Linked DNA regions of Pan troglodytes: regions 2 and 3 are each linked to region 1. Evidence: chromatin contacts called from public HiChIP or PLAC-seq data. All regions are on one chromosome and are shown on one strand. Each heading gives the region's core, a stretch centred on a gene start, on an enhancer-like site or on the middle of the called end of the contact. The rest is flanking DNA. Distances are from core to core; before and after follow the strand shown. Region 1 holds the start of LY6G5C (lymphocyte antigen 6 family member G5C). Region 2 holds the start of SNHG32 (small nucleolar RNA host gene 32). Region 3 holds the start of NEU1 (neuraminidase 1).

Region 1 (2,952 bases), core at 424-2,923:
ATTCTCCTGCCTCAGCCTCCCAAGTGGCTGGGATTACAGGCGCACGCCGCCACGCCCGGCTAATTTTTGGTATTTGTAGTAGAAACGGGGTTTCACCATGTTAGCCAGGCTGGGCGCGAACTCCTGACCTCAGGTAGTCCACCCGCCTTGGCCTCCCAAAGTGCTGGGATTACAGGCGTGAGCCACCGCAGTCCGGCTCTAATATAGTTTTTAAATTCATTCATTCCAAGGCTTTTGGGAGGCGCTCAGTGGCGTGCAGTTTCCTCTCGAATTTCTTTCTTCCCGCAGTCTTTCTGGGCGGGCGTCTCCCGTCTGTTTCTTCCCATCTTCCCCCTTATCATCCTGGGACTGGATAATTCTTGAATAGTCTGGGAGGTAGCAGGGAACCCGAGTTCGGAGCCTCGACCAGAACCTCCAGACGGGAAATTGGAGCAGGTGGTGTCGTTCCTGGACGCTGAGGACCCCCTCCTCCCCTAACGCACAGCCCAACGATCCTAAAAGTAAAAACCCTGAGTTTCTGAGTCAAGACTGAGCTGGTGGGGTGGGGACCGAGTAGGCGAGGATGGGGAGCCCAGCGGGTCCCCAGCGGAGAAAATGGGTGAGACGCCTGGGGCCGCGGTCTCCAGAATTCGCCTGGGAGGGAGAATGGCGCTACGGCGCCGCCTTCCTGGGGAGCCGCTTCGGGCTCCGGATATCCGCTGGGGCCCGACGCTTGGGTCCCGACGCGCGGTTCGCACTTTCCAGGTTTCTTCCCCAGGGAACAGAGCTTGAGCGGGGGGCCACCCCCCCGTCCTACCGGAGTTCTGAGGTGCGGTCAGGCGCGGAGAGCGGACGCCCAGCGCCAGATTCTGTGGGCTCCGGAGTTCAGGCCCACTGAGCCGCAGCTGAGCACAGGCGGGGCAGGAAAAAGGATGAGGTGAGGGAAGGCGCTGGGTTCCTGGAACCCCAAGGGGGCACTGAGCTGAGTACGTATCGCTTGGGATCCAGGTGTCCTTGTTTTAGGATGTCTGACAGGTGTCCCCAGGGTATGAGAAGTGGGACTGGGCACCCCCTATTTGCTTTTTTTTTTTTTTTTTTTTGAGACAGACCACATGTTTCCTATCTTGGAAAATGGTACCACTTCCTTGTGCAAGCCTACCCCTGTTCCCTCACCCCTCGTTCAGTCCAACAGCAAATCTGTCCAGTCTTCTAACTGTATCTCAGGTTCATTAGCCCCGCTTCCTCGTCCCTGCTCGTCTTCTGCCGGACCAGTCCGCCATCTTGTGACCGGACTCGGGAATAGCGTCCTACTTCCCGGCGGCCTCCACTCTTGACCCAAATGCAATGTGCAGCCATGGCAATCTTTTATAAACAGAAATCCGATCAAGTTACTCCTCTGCCGAAATCCCTCTGGTCAGTGGTTTAACTGTCGAGGTGCTCCTGGCAGCACTCTGCCCTCCCCACATCATTGCTGGTGGACTTGTCTCCCCTACTAGACTGTGCCCTGTGAGGGTGGAGACTGTGCAGGGTTGTATCCCCAACACCTGATGCAGTGATTCAATAAACATCTGTCCAATTAATAGGAAAGACAGTTCCTTTTCTCATTCCCCTATTGCTGGTCCCCTGCCCTCAAGCAGGATGTTATGCCCCAGAGTGGCTGTGGGTGCGAACATTCTGCCCCTCTGGCTGGTCTGGCACGGATTTCCACCCTGAGCTGGTGTTGCCTCTCTCCTTCCTCTTGGCCAACCTCTCTTCCACCAATATAAGCCCAAACTGGAGGCCAGCAGGCAGTCATGCGTTTTATGGCAGGCCCTGCAGGGAGCCAGAGTCTGGGTCCCCTGTGCTTCCACAGCAGCCCCCAAGCCCTCTACACGGTCCTCTTAATAGTGCTGGTCATGATGAGCTTGGTGTTTGGTAAGTGGCTCCAAGGGTTCAGAAGGGTCTCCTGGCCTGGATGGAGAAACCCACAGACACCAAGTGTCTGGGTACACCTGTCCAGGATGCTCAGGTAAACCCATGCAGGAGGAGAGATGGGACAGATGGGTTTGGTAGGGAATGCCTGCTCATGGACTGATGTGCAATCTGAAGATTTTTAAAAATTTATTATTATTATTATTTTTGAGATGGAGTCTCGCTCTGTATCCCAGGCCGGAGTGCAGTGGCAAGATCTCGGCTCACTGCAACCTCCACCTCCTGGGTTCAAGCGATTCTCATGCCTCAGCCTCCCGAATAACTGGGATTACAGGCATGAGCCACCAAGCCCAGCTAATTTTTGTATATTTAGTAGAGACGGGGTTTCACCATGTTGGCCAGGCTGGTCTCGAACTCCTGACCTCAGGTACCTGCTCGCCTTGGCCTCCCAAAGTGCTGGGATTACAGGCGTGAGCCACCGCACCCCTCTGAAGGAGATTTCTAGTGACCACCCCAGGGCTGTCTCACTTCACAGCAGTGACCTGAATAGAGATACTGAAGGAATCCTCTCCGGATCTGAGGGCAACATAGAATAGGGAGGGTTAGGGAGTGTGCTGGATGAGAAAACCAGAATCCACAGGATAGAACAAGACTGAGTCCAGCCTGCTGGGCTCCCCACTTGGCTGCAAAGCACCAGCCACAGAGACATAGGATTCAAAGTGTTGGTTTAGCACTTTCCTCTGCCTAACACCAAGTGCTCTGCTGGGTCTGGGGATTTGTTAACATGTGGTCTGGCCTTAGGACCAGAGGAAAAGGGGGATGTATGTGTATGCAATTGGGGAAGGAAGCAGAGAATTGGGGCTTTGATGGTTTTCTGAGACAGGAAGGGAGGGAGGAGTGGGGTTGAGTGGCCTAGAATCAGGCAGTGGTAGGGTGTGAGGTAGAATGGGGTGTGAGTGGGGTCAGCACTTCTCTGTGTTCTAGGTAAGTTTGTTCCTGTCAATTGGGAACCCCCTCAACCACTTCCATTCCCCAAATACCTGCGCTGCTACCGATGCCTCT
Region 2 (3,014 bases), core at 316-2,815, 150 kb before region 1:
CTCACGAGGTCAGGAGATGGAGACCATCCTGGCCAACATGGTGAAACGCCTTCTACTAAAAATAGAAAAATTAGCCGAGTGTGGTGGCGCGGGCCTGTAGTCCCAGCTAATCGGGAGGCTGAGGCAGGACAATCGATTGAACCCGGGAGGCAGAGGTTGCAGGGAGATCGTACCATTGCCAGCCAGGGCAACAAGATCAAGACTCCATCTCAAAAAAAAAAAAAAAAAAAGGAAAAAATTGGCTAAGGTGGGAGAATCGGTTAAACCCGGGAGTTGAAGGCCGCACTGAATTGTGTTCTTGCCACTGCATTCCAGCCAGGGTGACAGGGAGACTATCTTAAAAAAAAAAAAAAAAAAAAAGGCCGGGCGCGGTGGCTCACGCCTGTAATCCCAGCACTTTGGGAGGCCGAGGGGGGCGGATCACGAGGTCGGCGGATCACGAGGTCAGCAGATCGAGACCATCCTGGCTAACACAGTGAAACCCTCTATTAAAAAATACAAAAAATTAGCCAGGCTTGGTGGCATGCGCCTGTAATCCCAGCTAATCGGGAGGCTGAGGCAGGAGAATCGCTTGATCCCAGAAGGCGCAGGTTGCAGTAAGTCGAGATCGTGCCACAGCACTTCAGCCTGGGTGACAGGGCGAGACTGTCTCAAAAAAAAAAAAAAAGGGCAGGGAGGCGCATAATGCCCATGAACGAAAGCTTGCTTGGGAACAAAGCTTTCCGAAGAGGCACTCAAAAGGCTCTCGCACCTAATACTCACCTTTACTCAAGGATAACACGGCGATGAACGTCTTACAACTCCTAACGGGGAAATGAAACACAGAACAAAAGATTAGTAATCTTGACCATGAACTCGTTGAGCCCGAGAAATGCTGGACCGAGGGGGCGGTCAGAGCGCTGCGGTGATGGCATCAGCGACACACTCAGAGTTACCTAGGGTCATCATCACTCCCTTCCTAACCCCGGGCGACCGCCACCCCCATTTTGCAACCACTCGCCCAACCCCACTCACAGTTGTGATGAGTCAGCAGGGGCTGTGGGGCCGCTAGCCGAGTTCCCCCTGCCACGAGCTAGGTCAGTTCCAAGCAGAGACACCAGAAATTCCAGTGTGCAACGGTAGTTCACCCAAGCACTGGGAACCGCCCTCTCCTACCCCAGCCAGGCCGCGACGTGGCCGCCCGCCGGCTGCTGCGCAAAGGCAGCGCAAGCCGTTGGGATCCCCTGCTCCCCCTCACTCAACAGTCGGGCCATTACAACTCTCATACTACCAACCCACGAGCCCACTTCGCAAAAAGAACTAAAATGGCGAGGCCGGAGCCATTTATGGAGGCGCCGGGTTGGGGGCCTGACGGGTATAGCTGTTTTCTTATCTGCCTGGCTAGACGCGCGGCATTTTCCGCATTGTTCGTCCACACAGAAATAAAACAAAGTGAAAGAAAGACCAGGAAAGTATGTTTCACACTCTTCTGGGCAAATATTCGGAGATGCTTTCTGAATTTTGAAAAACAAAAAACAGGGATCTGTCTGGCCAGGCGGAAGAAAGTCCCCGGCGCCGGCCGGCCAGCGCCAGCCGGATGCTGCTCCTAAGCCGTTTCCCAGCAGCCCATGGTCCGTTAATGACCGTGGGACTCTTCCCGCGCGCGCAGCTGCGCCGGTTTAGGGTCCAGCTACCCTGACACTTCGCACTCCGTTCCCCCAGCGAAATCTGAATTTGCCTCCCAGTTCGATCCCGCAGACTGTCAGGCACCCTAAGCTTCAATTAAACTAAACAAAACAAAACAAAAACCAAAAACCCAAAAGGCAGGTCGGGCGTAATAGGTCACGCCTGTAATCTCAACACTTTGGACAGGCCCAGGCAGAGGATCATTTGAGGCCCAGAGTTCGGGACCAACCTGGGCAAATAGTGACACCCAACCCCCGTCTCTATTTATTTAAAAATTAGGCCGGGCGCGGTGGCTCACGCCTGTAATCCCAGCACTTAGAGAGGCCGAGGCAGGTGGATCACGAGGTCAGGAGATCGAGACCATCCTGGCTAACACGGTGAAACCCCGTCTCTACTAAAAAAAAAATTAGCAGAGTGTGGTGGCGGCGCCTGTAGTCCCAACTCGGGAGGCTGAGGCAGGAAAATGGCGTGAACCCAGGACGCCGAGCTTGCAGTGAGCCGAGATTGCACCACTGCACTCCAGCCTGGGCGACAGGGCGAGACTCTCTCAAAAAAAAAAAAAAAATTATTGAAACTCATAAGTCATTTCAAATCCTTTCTGGACCCTTTCCTATCGCCCCCATTTATAAACGCGTATGATGTTTGGTGATGTGTGTTGTGTGTGTTGGTATCTTTTTCATTTTTTTTTTTTTTTTTTTTTTTTTTTTTTTTTTTTTTGAGACGGAGTCTGACTCTGTTGCCCAGGCTGGAGAGCAGTGGCGGGATCTCGGCTCACTGCAACCTCCGCTTTCTCGGTTCAAGCGATTTTCCTGCCTCAGCCTCCCAAGTAGCAAGGATTACAGGTGCACACAACCATGCCTGGCTAATTTTTATATTTTTAGTAGAGTCAGGGTTTCACCATGTAAGCCAGGCTGGTCTCGAACTCCTGACCTCAGGTGATTTGCCTGCCTAGGCCTCCACAAAGTGCCACGATTATAGGTGTGAGCCACCGAGCCTGGCCTCTTCTTTTTTTTTTTTTTTTTTTTTTTTTTTTTTTTTTTTTTTTTTGAGATAGGGTCTTGCTCTGTTACCCAGATTGGAGTGCAGTGGCGTGATCTCGGCTTACTACAACCTCTGCCTCCCGGGTTCAAGTGATTCTCTTGCCTCAGCCTCCTGAGTAGCTGAGATTACAGGCATCTGCCACCACACCCAGTTAAGTTTATATATTTTTAGTAGAGACAGGGGTTTTCACCATGTTGGCCCAGGCTGGTTTTGAACTTGTGAACCTCAAGTGATCCTCCCACCTCGGCCTCCCAAAGTGCTGGGATTACAGGCGTGAGCCACTGTGGCCAGCCCAGTTCAGTGGTTTT
Region 3 (3,036 bases), core at 416-2,915, 190 kb before region 1:
TTCTTCAGCGTTTTCGGCATGTGTGTGGACACGCTCTTCCTCTGCTTCCGTGAGTGACACCCCCAGCCACCTGTCCCCAACCTTAAAGTACTGAGCCATTCAAGCTTTTTTTTTTTTTTTTTGGAGATTTGGTGCTTCTAGAAACAATGCCTTTGTGAGCTAAACGAACCAGAGGGAGCTTCTTGTGACATCCTGAGGCCAGGTGTTTAGGGAAGAAGGAAGAGAGTGAGCCCCCAGGCCGGTAGGCTCTCCAAAGAAGGAGCATTCTGATGGAGAGGTCTCTGCTATCTTCCCTAAGAAATCTCGGGTAGAAGTTAGCCATTAGAGGCCAGGCATGGTGGCTCACGCCTGTCATGCCAGCACTTAGGGGGGCCGAGGTGGGCAGATCACCCTGAGGTCAGGAGTTCGAGACCAGCCTGGCCCACATGGTGAAACCCCTCTCTACTAAAAATACAAAAAATTAGCTGGGCGCGGTGGCGGGCGCCTGTAATCCCAGCCACTTGGGAGGCTGAAGCAGGAGAATCGCTTGAACTCAGGAAGCGGAGGTTGCAGCGAGCCGAGATTGCGCTACTGCACTTCAGCTTGGGCGACAGCAAGACTCAGTCTCAAAACAAAGAAAAAAGATTAAAAAAAAAAAAAAGAGCCATTAGAGAGACTTCCCAGCAGGTGGCTGTAGCGGCAGGGGATTTTCTTACTCTACAGCATGCATCCATTCAGGGTTTGCCAGTCTCCTCCTAAGCGACTGACATGCATTTTTTCCGCTAATTCTTATCATCGCTCTATGCAACATAATATTCCCGACCCCACTTCACATGAGGAAACTGAGATTACACAACGCGCCCGGGGGTAAGGGTGGTAGTGCGGCTTGGATTCCAAATCCCGCAGGCAGCTTGCCTCCCAGTCCCCGATTTCCTGGCCCAGGGTCCGCTCTAACCGGTCTCTGTTGCGGCTCAGTGGAAGACCTGGAGCGGAACAACGGCTCCCTGGACCGGCCCTACTACATGTCCAAGAGCCTTCTAAAGATTCTGGGCAAGAAGAACGAGGCGCCCCCGGACAACAAGAAGAGGAAGAAGTGACAGCTCCGGCCTTGATCCAGGACTGCACCCCACCCCCACCGTCCAGCCATCCAACCTCACTTCGCCTTACAGGTCTCCATTTTGTGGTAAAAAAAGGTTTTAGGCCAGGCGCTGTGGCTCACGCCTGTAATCCAACACTTTGAGAGACCGAGGCGGGCGGATCACCTGAGTCAGGAGTTCGAGACCAGCCTGGCCAACATGGTGAAACCTCCATCTCTATTAAAAATACAAAAAATTAGCCGAGAGTGGTGGCATGCACCTGTCATCCCAGCTACTCGGGAGGCTGAGGCAGGAGAATCGCTTGAACCCGGGAGGCAGAGGTTGCAGTGAGCCGAGATCGCGCCACTGCACTCCAACCTGGGTGACAGACTCTGTCTCCAAAACAAAACAAACAAACAAAAAGATTTTATTAAAGATATTTTGTTAACTCAGTAAATCTGTGACTCATTCTCTCCACGACGACAGGCGGCCTTTTTTTTTCCGCGCCCGGCTCTTTAAAATCGGCCCCGCCCCTGTGACGCGTCCTGGTGCCGCGGCCAATCAAAAAGCCCAATAAGGATGGTGCCAGTCCCTTCTTCACCCCAGCCAGTCCGCTTCCCGTTCGGGTCACGCGCTCCGGGCCTCCAAGAGGGCCAATCGGAAGGGCAAGCTTCGAGATGCTGCGTGATCACGTGGGAGGAGATGAGCTACTTGAAGACCAATTAGAGTCCGGGAAGCGCGGCGGGGCCTCCAGACCGGGGCGGGCTTAAGGGTGACATCTGCGCTTTAAAGGGTCCGGGTCAGCTGACTCCCGACTCTGTGGAGTCTAGCTGCCAGGGTCGCGGCAGCTGCGGGGAGAGATGACTGGGGAGCGACCCAGCACGGCGCTTCCGGACAGACGCTGGGGGCCGCGGATTCTGGGCTTCTGGGGAGGCTGTAGGGTTTGGGTGTTTGCCGCGATCTTCCTGCTGCTGTCTCTGGCAGCCTCCTGGTCCAAGGCTGAGAACGACTTCGGTCTGGTGAGTCACCCTTTGCATAGCCCCATCCCCGACCCGCGCAGGTGATCGACACCTAGTGTCTCCCGGAACGCGGGCGGCTGAGCCGACTTTCCGCGACAGGACCCTTTTCTTTCTCCCAGACCCCGTTTCCTCCGACCGCTCCCAGCCCCTCTCCCTCTCCGGGTCCCCGTCTTCCTCCTCATTCGAGCCCCTTCCTCTTTTGGGGTCCCCTTCCCTCCCTGAAGGCTCCTTCTCCTTTCGTAGACCCTCCCCTGCTCCGAGCCTCCAGCTTCGCTCCAAACTCCCCTTCGTGTTCCTCTTTCTTGTTCTGGGACCCCATCCCCTACTCGGGATCCCCATTAGATCCTCCCTCTCCCATCGGAACGTGGGTTCCTAAAACCCCCAAGACAAGTTTGTCTTTGTTGACCCTTCCTCCTCCCATGACAGGTGCAGCCGCTGGTGACCATGGAGCAACTGCTGTGGGTGAGCGGGAGACAGATCGGCTCAGTGGACACCTTCCGCATCCCGCTCATCACAGCTACTCCGCGGGGCACTCTTCTCGCCTTTGCTGAGGCGAGGAAAATGTCCTCATCCGATGAGGGGGCCAAGTTCATCGCCCTGCGGAGGTCCATGGACCAGGGTATAAAGATGTCTGGGTGAAAGAGCCGGTGCTAGGTTGGATGGGTGGGCAGCCCAATGAGCCCAAGGGCCCTGAGGATAGGGGAACTTAGAGGGTTGGTTGCCTGAGTCCCTGAGGGGTAGGGGGAACCTGAGAAGGGCAAGTGTCTAGGACAGTGATCTGGAAATTGGGATCACCAAGAAGTTGGACATTCACTTAGCAAACATTTATTGGGTACTATATACCTATACCAGGCACTATTTTAGGTTTCATGAATATAGCCACGAACAAAACAGATCAAAAATCTCTGCCCTCAGGATTTAAATTGTACTGGAAGGAGACAGACAAGCATAATAAACAAGTA

What was found. HiChIP or PLAC-seq counts read pairs in DNA pulled down with a chosen protein or histone mark.
Region 2: a contact with region 1 is called in an H3K4me3 HiChIP or PLAC-seq map of stem cell-derived excitatory neurons, with 10 times the contacts expected there. The contact joins the promoter of SNHG32 here to the promoter of LY6G5C in region 1. A contact is called at or near these places in 1 of 7 Hi-C or Micro-C datasets (stem cell-derived neural progenitor cells) and 1 of 1 datasets of contacts at active chromatin or transcription factors (stem cell-derived excitatory neurons).
Region 3: an H3K4me3 HiChIP or PLAC-seq map of stem cell-derived excitatory neurons shows a contact between it and region 1, with 11 times the contacts expected there. The contact joins the promoter of NEU1 here to the promoter of LY6G5C in region 1. A contact is called at or near these places in 2 of 7 Hi-C or Micro-C datasets (blood and stem cell-derived neural progenitor cells) and 1 of 1 datasets of contacts at active chromatin or transcription factors (stem cell-derived excitatory neurons).

Annotation. Positions count from the first base shown.
Region 1 is chr5:37,476,496-37,479,447 of NHGRI_mPanTro3-v2.0_pri, reverse strand. LY6G5C (lymphocyte antigen 6 family member G5C) reads left to right here and starts at 1,673. Exons shown (of 3, transcript XM_054686760.2): 1 at 1,673-1,893; 2 at 2,875-2,952. The coding sequence starts at 1,773. It overlaps LOC134810192 (a long non-coding RNA gene), which reads left to right. Exons shown (of 3, transcript XR_010157684.1): 1 at 1-500; 2 at 745-916; 3 at 1,204-1,563.
Region 2 is chr5:37,630,940-37,633,953 of NHGRI_mPanTro3-v2.0_pri, reverse strand. It overlaps SNHG32 (small nucleolar RNA host gene 32), which reads right to left and starts at 1,565. Exons shown (of 7, transcript XM_063812357.1): 1 at 1,181-1,565; 2 at 1,133-1,178; 3 at 1,015-1,131; 4 at 763-803. The coding sequence starts at 1,265. LOC112209658 (small nucleolar RNA SNORD48) reads right to left here and starts at 952; the gene lies at 890-952.
Region 3 is chr5:37,661,421-37,664,456 of NHGRI_mPanTro3-v2.0_pri, reverse strand. NEU1 (neuraminidase 1) reads left to right here and starts at 1,665. Exons shown (of 6, transcript XM_001160380.4): 1 at 1,665-2,074; 2 at 2,501-2,693. The coding sequence starts at 1,916. SLC44A4 (solute carrier family 44 member 4) reads left to right here. Exons shown (of 21, transcript XM_054686751.2): 20 at 1-49; 21 at 955-1,172. The coding sequence ends at 1,076.